Linked DNA regions of Muntiacus reevesi: region 2 is linked to region 1. Evidence: chromatin contacts called from public Hi-C data. All regions are on one chromosome and are shown on one strand. Each heading gives the region's core, a stretch centred on a gene start, on an enhancer-like site or on the middle of the called end of the contact. The rest is flanking DNA. Distances are from core to core; before and after follow the strand shown. Region 1 holds the start of NDUFB2 (NADH:ubiquinone oxidoreductase subunit B2). Region 2 holds the start of BRAF (B-Raf proto-oncogene, serine/threonine kinase).

Region 1 (5,116 bases), core at 784-3,283:
CACAGTAAGATAGTGTATTGATTGGGACCCTAAACTTTTCATAATAAAAAATCACAATTAGTGATTCAAAACATTAGAGCTAAGGACCCCACAAATGGTTGATAGAACAGTATTGTTTTAAATACAAGCCAGCATTAAAGTTAAAAGTTTTTATTTTGTAATTGAGCAAGAAAGATGGAGGGGGGGGGAAGTGAATTTCAGTTTACCTGAAAAGCTTTTGCAGCCAGGAAAATACTGACAAAGTAATAAAAAATTGCTGAGTACATGCTGTGGGCCAGGTACTCTTGAATGGCTGATGAAGGGCACTGAGACCTGGAGAAGTGACTTGTCCAAATGGACAGAGCTAATCACTGGTAGAGCTGAGGCTGAACTCCAGATCTTCAGACTATCAAGTTGTATGGAGTGCTTTTGTTTAAGCTGGGTTTTTTGTTTTTGTTTTTTTGTGGCCTAGGAATCACAGCATTGTTCTTTCCTAGTAGCAAGGCAGGCAGCTCTATAATATGGGCAGAGAGCTCTCTTTGGAAGGATGGAAGACCCTGCTCTCCCCATTCATGTACATCTCTTGTACAGTGGTTTGTACATGTACTAGGAAGGGTAAGTAGTGAATGGTAGCCCAGAGAAAGCCACACTATTGCATATCAGCTGGAAAGTCAACTTGTACCCAGAATACAGTACATTCTTTCCTACAGTTTATATACCTAGAAGTTAGGAGGAAGGAGAAGGTAGGGGTGGGGAGGGATAGCAGGTGGATGTGGGGAGGGGCATGAGTTCTACAGGGCCAGAGGGTCAATCAGTAAGTTCTGCAGAAAGGTATGTCGTTTGTTTGCTAAGTCGTGTCCAACTCTTTGCGATCCCTTGGACTGCAGCACTACAGGCTTCCCTGTCCTTCACTGTCTCCCAGAGGAAGCCTTTCTCCCGGGAGAGAGGTTCCTAGCTACTGGGCACATGGAGGCCCATATCTTGCCACAGGAGGAGTGTCAGTTATATTCAATACACTCAAATCCCTAAATTCAGTTCTATGTGTCTCTCCATAAATTTCCAATTTTTCATGCTTATCACTCAGTGTGAAGTCTTCAGTGCTTGGCAGGTGATCCATTTCAAGTCGAAATCTCCAAGGTGTGAGGCTGGCAGGTTAAGTTTATAAAAATTGAGAATTCTTAGGAAAACTGTAACCCATAAGTGGGGACACTAGGAATTTGGGAGCCGGGGTTCTCAAGACTGGAGAAAGGGGTTCTTCAGCTACCCAAAGTTTGGGAAGTTTGGAGTTCATCCAGGACTTAATATTAAGAGACAAACGCCAAGAATCCAGGGCTGGCTCAGGATCCAGGGATGGGGAGCACCGCATATGTTGGGGGCCTGCTAAAATTCAGATTCCTTGGCCCTACTCCAGACATAATAGCTGGGGTCGGACTCCTCAGGGGATTCCGATACCTACCGTCTAGGTGCTGACATTTGAGAACCACGCGCTGCGGGTTGGTTATCAAGCTCAGGTTTGCACAACAACCGTATAACGATGAAAGCTTTAAAGAAACCGTGGAGCCTTTGCAGGGGAGGAATACAATGGACTAGCTTTGGAAAGGACAGACATGTTCAGAATGGATTTGGCAGCCTAGGAGGGTCTGGAAGGGTACTTAATTCGGGGGAGCAGGCAGAGGGCCGGGTCCGGGTGGGGTAACAGCGCCTAGATCAGCACCCGTAGCAAAGAGCGAGCTGTGTCAGCGTTGTTCCTCAGTGTCAGCGTTGTTTCTCAATGTCCGCGTAACAACCAGGGGCTCGAGGAGCGGAGCGCCCATCCGTGGGCTCCGCCAGGGCCGTCTACACCCCTGACCTTTCGTCAGGGCGCCACCAGGCCCACAAAGCGAAGCCCAGTCTGGTGGCTCAGAGCGAACCGCGCGCTCAGGAGGCGGCCCCGGACGCTCTCACCTCAGGGAAGGGACTGGAACGCTCCTTCGGGGCGGTAACTACCGCTTCCCCGCCCCTCCCTATGTCATAGGGAGAGGGGCGGGCCGGCGCTGTGACGTCACCGGCCGGGTGCCAGCGGAAGTGACGTGCGGCGGCGGTGCGGCCTGGGCAACGGCCGATCTACGATGGCTGGCATGTCGGCTCTGAAGCGACTGTCGCCTTTCGCTCACGTTGGAGGCCACCTCTTCAGAGGCCGCTGCGCGCGGGCGGCTGGAGCCGGTGGCGTCCGTCGGTGAGTATTGCCTGGGGTTGGGGCTTCGCCCGCTTCTAGAGGAAGGCACTAGCCTTCGGGACGCCCTCACCTTGACGCCGAGCCTCAGGGGCTTATGCTGGGTCTGCGGCGGCCTCCACCCCTGAGGCATGCTGGGACTTGTAGTCTGACGGCGCGATGCCGGGGCCGGGGGAGCCGATAGAGGTGTGTATCTGACGGTCCCGGCCCCAGAGGGAGGCTGCCCCCGGAAGCTGACCAGTTGAACAGTTGGAGACAGTTGGAGTTAATCTGGAAGCAAGGACAGGAGCTGAGGAAATCACCTGTACAGGGTAGTTTGAAGCTTCAAGCTCGAGGCAAGGTGAGGCCGGAGACCTCGGGTCGCAGGGAAAGAATGGTAGAGGCTCCTTATGCGTGGTTGTGCCCTAGTTTCCCTGGTGGCTCAGACAGTAAAGGATCTGCCCGCAATGAGGGAGACCCGAGTTCGATCCCTGAATCAAGAAGATTCCCCCGGAGAAGGGAATGGCAACCCACTCTAGTATATCTTGCCTGGAGAATCCTCTGGACAGAGGAGCCTGGCGGGCTACGGTCCGTGGGGGTCACAAAGAGTCGGACACGACTGACCGACTAAGACACACAGGCCTGCCTGATTTCCAACAGAGGCGCTGATCGGTCGTTTTAATCAGATGCCACGGGGCCACATTTTAATTCTAAAAAATTACTGTGGTTGCAGAGTGGAGAATTAGTGCTCCAAGGCAAGAGAATGGAGTGGGGAAGGGTGGGAAGAGAGCCAAAAGTGGATGCTTGGGCAATGTCGGAAGTTTTCTTTTTAAAAATATTTCGTAGAACAGTTTTCTGTTTCCAGAAAAAAAATTGAGAGGAAGGTACAGAGATTTGCCATAAACCCCCCAAGCCACACATGCATAGCTTGCTCCATTATCAGCATCCCCCACCTGAGGGTACGTTGACAGATTATTGTCACCCAAAGCCCATAGTATCCTTTAGAGTTTACCTTTGCAATACCAGAATTTAAGAGAGTGAGCAAAAGCAGAGTCACCCATGATGTAGTGGGAGAAACCCACTGGAGAGTCCAGTGCTGATGCCAAGGGAGGGCAGGTCTACCAAAAGCAAGCTGGAAGTGCAGAGAGATCCAGTAAGAGCAGGACTGAAAACAGTACCCTCGATTTTTTCAGGTTATGTTCCAGGCCTCTCCGACCACGGTCCACACTTTATCAAGAGGCACTGCAGATAGTGGTTTAAAAGCAGGATTCTGCCCTCAGACTGTTCAGATCTCACCTCTGCCACACTCTTGCTGTATCATCTTGGAAAAGTTTCATGATCTCTTAAGAACTTAGTTTTCTCACCAGTTTAATTGGGATAATAATGTTGACTTCCAGGGAAGTAAATGAATAACAAATCTCCGAAGTGTTTTTACCAGAGTTGCTGGTGCCCTGTAAAGACCAGACAAATATTGTATAAATAGCTGTTGTTATTAGGGAACTGAGACCCAGCTAAATGAAAAGAGTGACTTGCTTAAAGCCACATGTCTGTTATGAATATGGAACTGGGACAGACGTAGGATGGAGAAAAGGAAAAGGCATGTGTGACCTGAGAAGAACAGAGATTGAGAGCCACCAACAGCCTTTGAGCCTGCATGGGAAGACGAGGGGGTGTTCCTCTCTGCTGTGGTCTTGGTACTTCCATACCACGATTTTAATGATTTATTAAAAGTTTAAAAAAAAATTAATCTGCTGTCGTAGTTTCTATTTGGAGGATGTTCAGGCCTATCTAGTTTGCCTTAGTGCAGTTAACAACCTCTCGGAGCATAAAATTAGATGTTTGTGGACTCTTTATATTTTTTAATCATGGCAATCATTATGTTATCCATCCTTTCTCTAATTGCAGTGTTTCAAATCTTCGTTCAAAAAGATTTATACCTTGCAGTCAATGACCCACTTATTTCATAGTTAAAACAAGATGTGACTCACAATAATGAAATATGGAGAGTTCCTGGGAAGGGGTTTAAACTATAATTTTCAAAACTTATTTTAAATGAGTTTAACTGATGGACACTTACTACTAGATTGTATCTAAAACCTATCAAAGAGGAAGCCTGTTGTTAACATATTGAATTCCCACCCCCATGGTTTGTTTACATAATGTAGTATCTGTATGCACAGATAGCTCCTGCACAGGTACTTTTAAATAAAATTGACATACAGAAACAGTGTGATAAATTCAGGGTGTAAAGTAGTGATGCATGACAGAAGCTTTTAAAAGTAACATGTCGTGCAGAGGGTTATTGGTGGCTTGAACAATAAATGCACATGGAAGCGCTTTGTAATCTGTAAAGTTCCATACAAATGTAATATCATATTCTCAGCAAAAAATTAGTACTATACATTAGTAAAAGAGTACCTAAAACCTGACTAAAGTTTAGAAGTTGGCTTTAATAAATGTTTGAAAAAAAAAAAAGTAATATATGGTCACTGTAAAAAAGGATACATACTTACATGAATACACACATGCATGCAGAAAGAATAAAACCCATTTCTTATACCATCCATAGCTAATTACTATTAATATTTTATATAGAATCTTTCAAATAAAAATGTTGATAGATATATACATAGATATGGAATTAATGTTGTTTGTGGGCAGTATTTAAGAGCTTGCGCTTTGCCACCAAACAGTAATACTCCAGTGACCTCATTTGTAAACATTGATAACCATAGATCTATTTCATCAGGTTGTTTTGAAAATTAAATTATAATATATAAAGTACTTGGTGTAGTGTCTGACAGGTGATAAGACACTCTGTAAATAATATTAGTAATCTTTTAGAGTAGAGGAGAATAAAAAGGGTACTAGGTAATATGTATCAAGAACTATGGAAGTATTAATGTTCACACAACTGTAGTGCTTTTTTGAAGTAATTTTACTGAA
Region 2 (5,116 bases), core at 1,042-3,541, 170 kb after region 1:
AAAAAATAGACAGCAGATGTGACCCCAACTATTTATCCATTAAAAACAATGTATTCTAAAAATAAATTTCCATGTCAACGGAACAAAGTTGTTTATAAATAAGAAGGAATGTGGAGGTGTGGGGAAGACAAGAGGAAGCCTCAGCAAGTTAAGTACCAAAAGCCAGGAAACAAAGCAGAATGAATGGCAATTGGGGACAAGGAAAACAGAATGAACTAGGAAATGGAAAAAGGGATGACCACTATCCTTAAAATCCAAGAAACTAGGGGAAATGAACAGATATTAGAGGAAACTGATCTGAGCAGAAATGCAAACAGAAAAGTAACTGGGAAGTGGTGTAAAGGATACACACACACACACATATATATACATACACATATCACATATATCTATATAGAGATATTTATATAATTCGGAAACAAAGTTCTCAACAAAAACAATGTTACAATCAGAAAATTACAATTCATAACCCATGCCCATTATTTTTTATAATCTATATTTATAGATATATACAAATGAGAATTTAAGATGAAATCAAATGATAGTACAGAACGAATCTTGGGCACAGATGCAAGTGGTGTAAGAGAACGAAAAACAAATAGTATTGTGAACAAACTGATACTGAATAGAGCGAGCACATGGGATGAATCTCAAAGTAAAGATGATGAAGCAGGAAAAAGAGAACTGCATAGACAGAAGACAGAATGAGACATTATGAGAATTGAGAAATAAAATGTAAGTGCTGTAGTACGAAGGAAAGAACTTTGAGCAAAGTCAATGGCGTTAAATCATATTATCTAATCAATAATTATAAAGCACAGCTATCATACCATACATTATCTCATTATTTGGAAAGCATAATAAAGTGTATTATTTTATGTAATACAAAACATTTTACATAATAAAAACCAAAATGTAAAGAAAGTAATCTGACAAGGTAATAAGAGACTAAAATAAACAGTGGCTGAGATGGAAGGACTAAAGAAGAAAAAGTAAAAGAAAAAAATGGGACAGGAAGAAATCAATCACACCTATTTAAAAACCACAGGTAGGAATAAACAAAGAGGTATGGATGCACAATGGATGACGGACTAAAAGGTGCCAGGAAAGCAAGTGAAATCTGACGGAATCTTGACAGCATCAGGATTCAGAAAGTAAGTAGTTCCCAAGTGTCCAGAAGGATTTGTGACCGTAACATGTTACGGAGCAGGGGAATGAAGTATAGGGCCTCAACAAGACTAAGACGAGAGGGGTGCAAAAAATCGTCTTAAGTAGAAACTGAGGTTAGCAGCAGGCAGGTCCGACCACTGGCAAAGGAGGCAGGTGGAATTGGGATGGGGATTACCAGCTGGCGACACTGACAAACATGAGGAACCGGGGGTCCGAGGTCGGGATGGAAGAAAGAACGGAAACACTGGCACTTAGGATTGAAAAAGTAGAGGCTAGATCAAAACCATTAGCTGGTTAAAACAGGTGACGAGAAATCCTCCCCTCCGCCCTAACAAGTAGAGAAGCGGAGGGAGCGCAGCGGCCTGAAAAGGGGCAGAGTCGGGGAGAGTTACAGAATGATGCGCCCAATCTTCACCGTGAACATGTAATAATTACACACAACGTTAACTCGGGCTGGGGTCCCGGCCCCGGCTACTAACCCACGTATTTCACCAGGATGCCGGCCCCAGCTCTCCCACCACCACCACCACCAAAAATAAAGAAAACATCCAGGAGATGCGAGGCTGGCTACCTTCAGCCAGCCGTGACCTTCTCGGACCAACCCCGAGTCTCGCCCCCTATAGATAGCCTCCTGCTCCACCACGGCTGCCCGAATCCCACAAGCCCAGAGCGCGGACCAGGGAAACCCCCCCCTGGGCCATTGTGTGTGTTTACGTAGCGAGCTCCCGCCTGGCGGGGAGGGACAGGTGGGGAAAGCCAGTCTCTCAGCCCGCAGAGCCCCGAGGAGAAGGTGGCTGAGGGCAACCGGAGCCCCCACCGCCACCTCTTTCCCCCAAAATAAACATAAGTCAGCCGAGCCCCGAGACCGAGGGGTGCAGGGTGCGCCGGCACTCACCTCCTCAGGAATGGCGGGGTCCGCAGTCGAAGAGGCCGCGGCGCCGGCCTCGGGCTCCATGTCCCCGTTGAACAGAGCCTGGCCCTGCTCCGCGCCGCCGCCGCCGCCGCCGCCGCCGCTCAGCGCCGCCATCTTATAACCGAGAGCCGGGCCCAAGCGACCGCTGCTGGGCGGGGAGGGGGAAGGGAGGCGGAGGGCGGGGGGAGGCGGAGGCGGAGGACGGGGGGCGGCAGGGAGGGACGGCCCGGGCGGCCCGGGCGGTGTCGGCGATGGGAGGGCGCCTGGGCCACCTCGGGAACCGGCCTGCGGCCCCCGGCGCAGCTGAGCCTGAGGGGATTGGGGGAAGGACGCTAAGCAGGGGGGGGGGGGGGGGGCGGGGGGGGGCGGGGGCAGGGGGCGGAGACGACTGGAAGTCGCCGCGGCAACGGCGTCACCCGCGTGTCACGGTCGTGACGTCACCTGAGGTGCGTGACGTGATCCTCGGAGCGCCCTTGCGCCGTCGTCAGGGGAGGGTGCCTACCCCTCCTGCCCACCCTCCTCTCCCACGTTTCCTCCGCTCGGCCGTTTCCATGGCTCCGATTAATTCTCTTCTCCTTAGTCCTAAACCTATTCTGTGTTGTCGGATTTACTCGAAGAGGAGATTGGAGAAGAAGTTGAAATCCTAGAGGGAGGAAGGCGGAAAGCCCATACTACTGTGTTATTTCTATTATCATTACAACAAACGTCTCCGAGCCATAAAAATAAGACTCGAAACCCCGAGGTTGCTACAGCCAAGCAGAATTTGATAGGAATATATTTAGGAAAAGCCAGGTTACCAGAATGATGCTTGGATCCTTTTCATTAAAGGATTTGGCCTGTCAAAGCGGGTCTAAATGGAAGTGTAAAAGCTTTTTTTTTTTTTTCTTACCATCGTTCAGGAATGAAATGTTTTAGTCTGTTTTTCGTTTTCCAGATTCGTTCATTTAACAAATGGAAGTGGATCACTTTCCATGCACTAGGGCCTGCACAAGGCATGGAGCATTCTGGATATCTGAAGCTTCCAAACTTGAATCATTTAATTTTCAAGAAAATCATTCAAAATATTTTAAATACTTTTGTACAGTTCATAAACAGAATAACCCAAGGCATTCTCTATGCAAAATATGCGTGAAAACGAGAGGAGAGGTAAATTACCTTTGAGAGGTCTAATTATAGATTGGAATTCGTTAAATCTGGCTTATTATTAAAAAATACATTTATGTGAGAAGAAGGGGAAATATGCCAGGGGAAAAAAGAAAGGGAAAAATCAGAGTGAGAAGCAGTGAGAATTACTGTGAACTCCTGATGGGGTACAGGTAATCACAAAATAACCTAAGCATCAAGTCATGGTATGCTCTAAGTGACTACCCATGGGGGAAGTCACCAGTGACCTTCTTGTATTCACCATGGTTCAAGAGATAGAAGACTGTCCTATTGACATCTGATGCAGGATGTCTGTGTGTATCGATAGAGTCAATATGAGCCCAGAGCTGATCATTACTCCCAAGGTAAGGACTTCTGTGTGAGGCTTCTTGTTTAATCAGAATGCTAATATTCCCCTACATTGAAAAATAGGGTACAATAGGAAAAAATTAGAATACCACCTATTGAATGAGCATAGTATTCTCTGTACTTTTCTTCTAAGTAGAGAAGTCTCTTTGAGACACTAAATTTAAATCAAAAGATGGCTCGACAAAGTAGTGTAAATGAGGATGATGGTAGAGGATGATGGTTAAAGGATAATGTCATTGAGCTATACAAGTCTAAAATGCCCTACTTTACTATAAGGAATTCTAAGCAGAGGAACATGGAACCAGCAGCCAATCATAGCACCTTTCCCCGTCGATACCATCAGAAATACAATTGGCAGAGTTTTTATTCTCTAATAGTCCTGTCCTATTTCATTTTTTAAAAAATCAACCCCTAGAAATATTACATCATTATCTCACTTCTCCATAGCATTAAAACTCCAGGATTTTTTTCCATTGGTTGCTTTTTAAAGTATAACCTTCTTTATCTGCCACACTGTAGATCATCTCCTATTTTTTCTCCACAGAATGGGGTATCTCGTCCATTTAATATTTATTCTTGTTAGCTTTCGTTTATTTAGTATTTTCTGACTTCATCATCAAATTCTGGATATATCTTCTTTGATTTCCCTAAGCCGTTCTAAAGACCCACATAATCCAGATGGGAAAATATAGGGGAAAGCATAAACTTTGGAATCCAAAGATTAGTATTTTAGTGTCAGCTTGCCACATCTTGGCTATATAATCTCAAGGCTAATAAACGCAAATCCCTATTTGCTGTTCTTTTAGTCTCTACAATGAGGGTAATGATAATGCCAGTCCTGTCTATCTGTATCATTGTGAGGATCAAACCTAATAGGTTTGCCCTTTATAAAATATAGTCACCCTCTCGGTCAGAATTCAGGCAAGGCATAGCAGACGTGGCTTATTTCTGCCCCATGATGTTTGTGACCTCGACTGGGAAGATTGACTGCCTGGAGGTGTCTCAGTGGTGAGGAACTGGAATCATCAGGAAGCTGATTTCCTCCTATCTCTGATGGTTGAAGCTGGGACCATAACTAGGGCAGTCAGCCAGAATTCCTCTCTTCAGGTGGCCTGAGCTTCCTCCTAGCATGGCTGCCTCAGGGTAGTGAGACTTCTAACAAGGTGGCTGAAGGCTCTATACCCTCGGTTCCTGTAAGCAAGGTGGAAGCTGTATTGCGTTTTATGACCTAGCTTCCAAAGTCACACAGCATCACTTCTGCTACATTTTATTGGGTACGGGTAAGTCACGAAATCCTTCCCAAATTCAACGAAAGACACGCCAAAGAATTTACAGATGTATTTCATTTCAGACAGGTCATGTTTAGAATAATGAACTAGCTAACTAGCTACTCTGTAGAAATGGCTACCTACCCTCACCTTCTCCAGAGGGGATTCTACACTTAACACTCTCCCCCTTTAATTACAGAGAATTACCGAGACATATCTCAGTATGGTCATGAAGAAGCCTTTACCTTTTTTT

What was found. A called contact is a pair of places that touch in the nucleus more often than the background predicts.
Region 2: a Hi-C map of blood shows a contact between it and region 1, with 4 times the contacts expected there. The contact joins the promoter of BRAF here to the promoter of NDUFB2 in region 1. A contact is called at or near these places in 2 of 3 Hi-C or Micro-C datasets (blood and muscle).

What each region holds. Positions count from the first base shown.
Region 1 is chr6:98,579,152-98,584,267 of mMunRee1.1, forward strand. NDUFB2 (NADH:ubiquinone oxidoreductase subunit B2) reads left to right here and starts at 2,034. Exons shown (of 3, transcript XM_065939224.1): 1 at 2,034-2,194. The coding sequence starts at 2,088.
Region 2 is chr6:98,747,869-98,752,984 of mMunRee1.1, forward strand. BRAF (B-Raf proto-oncogene, serine/threonine kinase) reads right to left here and starts at 2,292. Exons shown (of 18, transcript XM_065939222.1): 1 at 2,066-2,292. The coding sequence starts at 2,197.